Regions from separate parts of the Sus scrofa genome. Here region 2 is linked to region 1. The links are chromatin contacts, called in public HiChIP or PLAC-seq maps. All regions are on one chromosome and are shown on one strand. Each heading gives the region's core, a stretch centred on a gene start, on an enhancer-like site or on the middle of the called end of the contact. The rest is flanking DNA. Distances are from core to core; before and after follow the strand shown.

What was found. HiChIP or PLAC-seq counts read pairs in DNA pulled down with a chosen protein or histone mark.
Region 2: an H3K27ac HiChIP or PLAC-seq map of alveolar macrophages shows a contact between it and region 1. The contact joins the promoter of MAP4K1 here to the promoter of PSMD8 in region 1. A contact is called at or near these places in 1 of 5 promoter capture datasets (liver), 6 of 47 Hi-C or Micro-C datasets (blood, embryonic fibroblasts, liver and 1 more) and 1 of 2 datasets of contacts at active chromatin or transcription factors (alveolar macrophages).

What each region holds. Positions count from the first base shown.
Region 1 is chr6:47,288,579-47,291,502 of Sscrofa11.1, reverse strand. It overlaps PSMD8 (26S proteasome non-ATPase regulatory subunit 8), which reads right to left and starts at 1,612. Exons shown (of 7, transcript XM_005664584.3): 1 at 1,135-1,612; 2 at 8-80. The coding sequence starts at 1,497.
Region 2 is chr6:47,473,748-47,476,614 of Sscrofa11.1, reverse strand. It overlaps MAP4K1 (mitogen-activated protein kinase kinase kinase kinase 1), which reads left to right and starts at 1,525. Exons shown (of 32, transcript XM_021094343.1): 1 at 1,525-1,741; 2 at 1,910-1,967; 3 at 2,101-2,191. The coding sequence starts at 1,643. It overlaps EIF3K (eukaryotic translation initiation factor 3 subunit K), which reads right to left and starts at 431. Exons shown (of 8, transcript XM_003127119.5): 1 at 272-431. The coding sequence starts at 330.

The sequences.
Region 1 (2,924 bases), core at 363-2,862:
CACTCACGGGCCAGAATGAGCTGCTGTTTGGTCAGTTTGGTCCCTGTGGTTGGCAGGAAGTTGAGCTCCAACAGAACCAGCTGATGGGGAGGGCAGTGGAAGGAAGGAAAAAAGACGGGCCTTCAAGTACAGGTTATTTACCTTTCTCTAAGCCTTGGTTTTCCCACCTAGAAAATGGAGCTAATCATCATCCCTGACTCATGACGCTGTTACGCGTATTAAAGGAGTCAGTCCCCGTAAAGCACTCAGATCAGGGCCTGGACACATGATGAGCATTCATTTAGAATGACCTCATATTACAAGTATTAACAGGCCCACTGGGAAAACAGGGGACCCACTCCATGCCTGACCCAGTGCAATCAAGGGGGTGGGGGTGAGGGGCACTAGCACCTTCAGTTCTTTGGCAATCCTTTTCCACACTTTGTTGGGATGGGCCCAGCTACTCCCCTCCACCTACACCAAGAAGGTGGGGGGGGGCTAACCTCTCCCCATTGTCCAGCCCACACATCATCCCTTATCAAAGACACCCCCTCAGCAACTTGGTCCAGGCCACTGTATTTGTCCTCACTCCCACACTTGGCCTGAAGCACCTCCAGCACCATTCTGGTCCTTTACGAAAAGAATATTTTTCCTAGGTTCAATCCTGCCCTCTCAACTTGGCTGGGCCCCTCCCCCTCAGATGCACGCCTAAGCCTCTGATCTGAGACCCTCATGTGGCCTGGTTTTAACCACGCACCCCATCATCTCAGCTTTCTTCTTCCATCACCGCGTCCACTGTTCATTCCCCACTTGGCGTCGTCCAGAACCCTCCCTCAGAAAAAAACTCCGACACCCCCATCCTGCCACTCCAGCCAGCTAAGCCTCTAAGCACCAAAATTTGAACCTCTCACTCGTCTATGCTCGAACCACTCTCTCCGTCACCGCCGCCCCCTGCCCCCCACCGTGGGGCTGCATTTGGTCCATTCCAGGTCCCTCTCACTTCTTCATCCCTCCAAGCCCGAACTTTCGCTGTTCCGAATTCTTCACCCCATTGGATCGCCCAGCCCGCCTTGGTGCCGCCAGCAATGTGGCCCACTCCTGAGCCCAGAATTAGGTTCGGTCTGGGCCCCCCGAAGCGCCCCCGGTAACCCCTACCTTGAGACGGCCCAGTTCTTCACCGCATTTGCTAAGATTGGGGCTTTTACGGTTCCACTCGCCCTTGAGTTGTTCGTACATACCGGCTGCGGCCTGCAGGACTGCGCCCGAGGCCGCTGCAGGCCCCGAGCTCGAGCCGCCAGCCACCCCGTTCACCGTCGCGGCCGCCATCTTCCGTGATGCGGCAAACCGCCGAGCCGATTTACGGCAGCGACGCCTACTGCCGCTTGCCCGGCGGAAGTGGGCTCGGTAGGTGGAGCCCAAAGCCGGGGGCGGGGCTGCGACTGTGGGCCTCCGCACTCCGCGCTTGGTGCTCAGTCGCTTTCGGGGAGGTGCCCTCGAAGGCCGGCCTTTCACGAACATGTCGGTCGGGGCTCCGCCTCTGCTGTCACTCAAGATGGTGACCGGAAGTCTGCAAACTGTAAAGGGCAGCGCTTACAACGCCTCCCCTCCTCCCGGAGCCAATATGGCCGCCCTGGCTTCAGCTTGGTCTTTCCGGACGCTGCGTTCTTGTCTAGGTGGTGGAGCTGTTTGGAGAGCGATGTTATTCTTCCTGTATTATAGACCGGGTTTGAGAGGCTTCATAAACTTCCAAGAGACTAACAGCTGAGATTTGACTTTGGGTCTTTCTCTCTAATCTCTCAGTGCACCTTCCCAAACTCAAAGAAATGCAGGGAAGCTTTATAAAAATCATCCAGGCTTCATGCTGTATAGAGCAGGGAACTATATCTAATCGCTTGTAATAGAACATGATAGAATATGAGAAAATAATAAAAAAAAAGAAAAGAAAAAGATAATATGAGAAAAAGAATGTATATATAATTGGGTCACTTTTCTGTACAGCAGAAATGGACAGAACATTGTAAATGAACTATAATAAATTTTTAAAAATCATCCAATATTAACGGCTTTATATGCCACATTTTGGGGAGGATTCCCAATTTTTTTTTTATCCCTACCTGTTATTCCTCCATATATACCACACCTGCCTACTTAACGTCTCTCCTTTTTCTGAGTTCTCTTGTCTCTGTCATTTAGAAAGTCAGCTCCATGACAGCAGGGATGTTTATTGGGTTTTTTTTTTTTTTACTGTTGTATTCCTGGCTTGTGGTAGACAATGAATATTTGTTGAATGAGTGGATGAATGGATATGTAAATAAGTTGTCTTTAACAGTTTTTAAAGAAAAACTGCATCATACTATACATACCTTCCAAAATGCAACATGCCTTTTTTTTTTTTTTTTTTTTAAAGGAATACACTAAAGAGATCTCTGGAGATCAATGGACATATTTTTGACACTTTATAAAAAAACAGCTTCAGAATTCCCTTACGGCTCAGCAGGTTAAGGATTCCTTGTTGACACTGCTATGGCTTGGGTTGCTGCTATGGCATGGGTTCAATCCCTGGCCCCGGAACTTCCACCACATCCTGGTGGCTCAAACAAACAAAAATAATCCAAACATCAATATGGGAACCATTAAATCAATTGCATATTCACACTGTGGAATATCGTGCAGATGTTTTGTTTTGTTTGCTTTGTTTTGGACCCGGCCACTACAGTGACAGGATCTGATCCTTAACCTGCTGACTTGACCACAGAACTCCTTCAAGTCTTTGCCTTTTTTTTTTTTCTTTTCCATTTTTTTCCTTTGCCGTTTTTAATTGAGTTGTTTGTGGTTTTTTGTTGTTGTTGAGTCAGAGGAGTTCTTTATTTTCATTTTCGTTTGTTTTTGGCTGCACCCAAAACATGTGAAATTTCCCAGGCCAAGGATGGAACCTGCGCCACAGC
Region 2 (2,867 bases), core at 276-2,775, 190 kb before region 1:
CAGACTGAGGAGGAGAGAAAGGAAAGTGAGGGGAAGCCGAGAAGCAGAGAGAGAGGCCTTACATCAATTAAAAAAGGGAGGACTGAGCGGTAGACAAGCTTATCGCCCGCCATAAGGCCTCTGCAGTGCTGTTTCCTTAAACATCTCCAAGACGACTGAAAAAACCCCACTCCCGGGCAAGCCCAGGATCCAGACCACCCTTGCTGTCTCCCGAAAAATCCCCTCCTCCATCCTGCTTGGCCAGAAGCGCTCCCTCTGACCAGGTTCAGACCTGTCGATACCCTTGAGCAACTTGCCCACGTTCGCTCTCATCTGCTCAAACATCGCCATGACTACTCTTGCCTCCCACACCGGGACTGAAGCCGAAGATCCTACAGGCACGGCGTCCTCGAGGACCGGAAAAGGAACTGCGGGTGGAGACGGAAACTACGTCACTGTTTCCTCTCCAGCCCTGGAGGCGAAGATGGAGGAGGCTCTAGCTGCGGCTGCCGCGCTTTCCGGCTGCCACGTGACTTCTTCCCAGCGTGCGCAGTTGGCGCGTGCGCATACGCTCCACTTGAGCAGGACCAAAGGCGTGAGTAAAAGACCAGTCTAGTTCAGTGCGCAGGCGCCCTCTCGAGGCGAGGAGGCGGGGCTGAGCTTTTCCCGGGCCTTGCGTACCCAGTCCTAGTCTCTGGGATGTGCGCGCGAGGTCCCTGGGAAGGAGGTGAATCCCTGACGGCGAGCACGCACGTCGCGCTGCGCGCTGTGGTGAACTCAAAACTGTGTTGGAATGCACTTGTTGAAGTCCCTTTGGGCCATGGCCAAGTCCCGAGGAAGGTGCTCTCGGAGGCCCCCTTTGCTCCAGGCCTCGACCCCTGAGGCAGGATCTAGAGCACCGCAGTTTCCAGCCCTGAACCGGGTCCCCAAGCTCCAACCTAACGCCAGGGTTAGCGGCCCGCAAAGCCGCTGTGCTCTGCTGGCAATGGCCGGGGTGAGAGGCTACTGAAACCCCACAGCTCACGCCCAGTCCCTATAGGCTCCAGTCTTGTGGGTGAAGGCGAGCGCCTCGTGAGTTATGTGCAGATTCTTCACACTGCAGGCATGAATGCACATGCATGTGTTATGTATGTGGAGGTATATGCTCTGAGTACTTTCACACGTATCGACTGCCCTTTGCACCGCACAGGGGTTACCACTAAGTGCATGTATGCGCTCCAGGTGAACAGTGACATACACTGCATGGCCATCTCTGTGCAGACCTGCCATCTCCCGGTCGTGGCCAAACTCTCAAGCACTCAGCTGAGGTTCAACTGTAGTTTTTGGCCGCCACCCAGAATGGGGGAAGGAGTGTTAGGGCACCCTCCGGGTCACAATTAAGATAGTTTGCATCTGGTTTACATTCAGCCTGGAAGTGAAGGGGGGGGTCCCCTGGGTCCCAAGGCAAGCTGCCCCTAACAGGCTCTCAGGGCCCAGGGGACAGGGGGTGGAGCCGGCTGCACAGCCCTGAGCTGGGGCAGGAAGCGAGAGTGGGGAGGGGGGAGGCCACAGCGGGTGGAGGCAAGGCGGGTGCAGGGCGTGTGGGGAGGGAGGGAGGTGCCAGCGATCTGAGCCCTGAGGCCCTGCTGGCCCCTGGGCGCAGGCCCGGCTCTGGCCCCCAGGAATGGACCTCGTGGACCCCGACATTTTTAATAGGGATCCCCGGGACCACTACGACCTGCTGCAGCGGCTGGGTGGCGGCACCTATGGGGAAGTCTTCAAGGTGAGGAACTCTGTCCTTCTCCATCACCCTCAAGCCAGTGACCTTTGGGGGGAGACCCAAGAAGGGAAGGGGATGCGAGAGGGTCCCGGTCCCTGGTTTTGGTTCAGGGATGCTGAGGAGGACTCAGGCAAATGGAGCCCGCCTGACTGCCAACTTCCCCTTTACAAGGCTCGAGACAAGGTGACGGGGGACCTGGTGGCATTGAAGATGGTGAAGATGGAGCCTGGTGAGGACAGGACCCAGGAGCTCCTTCCCCACACCCCCCACCTCCCGGGATGGTGGCGCCCCCCCCTCCCTGACTCCCTCCTCCCCACACTCCCTCCCTGCAGCGGCCTTTTCTCTTCTGCCCTTCCTTGCAGACGATGATGTGTCCACACTTCAGAAGGAAATCCTCATCTTGAAAACCTGTCGGCACGCCAACATCGTGGCCTACCACGGCAGTTATCTCTGGTGATGAGCCCCAGACCTGCCCTGGCACCCAGCCCGGCCTCCACCCCCAAACTCCCGTTCCTGACCAGGGGACCCCCTAACCTGACCTCCAATCCTGGACCAAAGTCCCACTTTTTTGACCAGATCGAATCTCCAATCCAGAACTCTCATTTCTGACCCGGGGGCCCTCCAGTTGATCCCTTCATAGTAACCAAACCTGAAAACGAGTCCCCTAAAACGCATCTTTCACCGTCCTGCTCTTCAGGTCCCCCACTTTCACTTTCTGTTCCTGAAGGTGAACCCCTTAATTTCCTGACCCCCCAATTAATATCCCAGATGCCTCGGTCATGATCTCTGTTCCCCAGACCTGGCATCCTGGGCTCCTCTGTCCCCATCGAACTTCCACAACCTGTGAGACCCGTGCCCTGTCTCCCAGGTTAGCATAGAACAACAGAGGATGCCATGGGTCTGGAGCCCAAAGACCTGGCTTTGATTCCACTTGACCCTAAACGTATATTTCCTCTCTGAGTCTCAACTTCCCCATCTATAAAATGGGAGTGGGGTGATGGTCACTCGGATGGGCAATAGATAGACGACGGCGCTTACATTAAAGTTTTTGTTGTCCTAGAACAAGATGGACAGTGAGCCAGGAGCTGTCCTATAAATAATCATTTTTTTCAGCTCTGATTATTTCTGC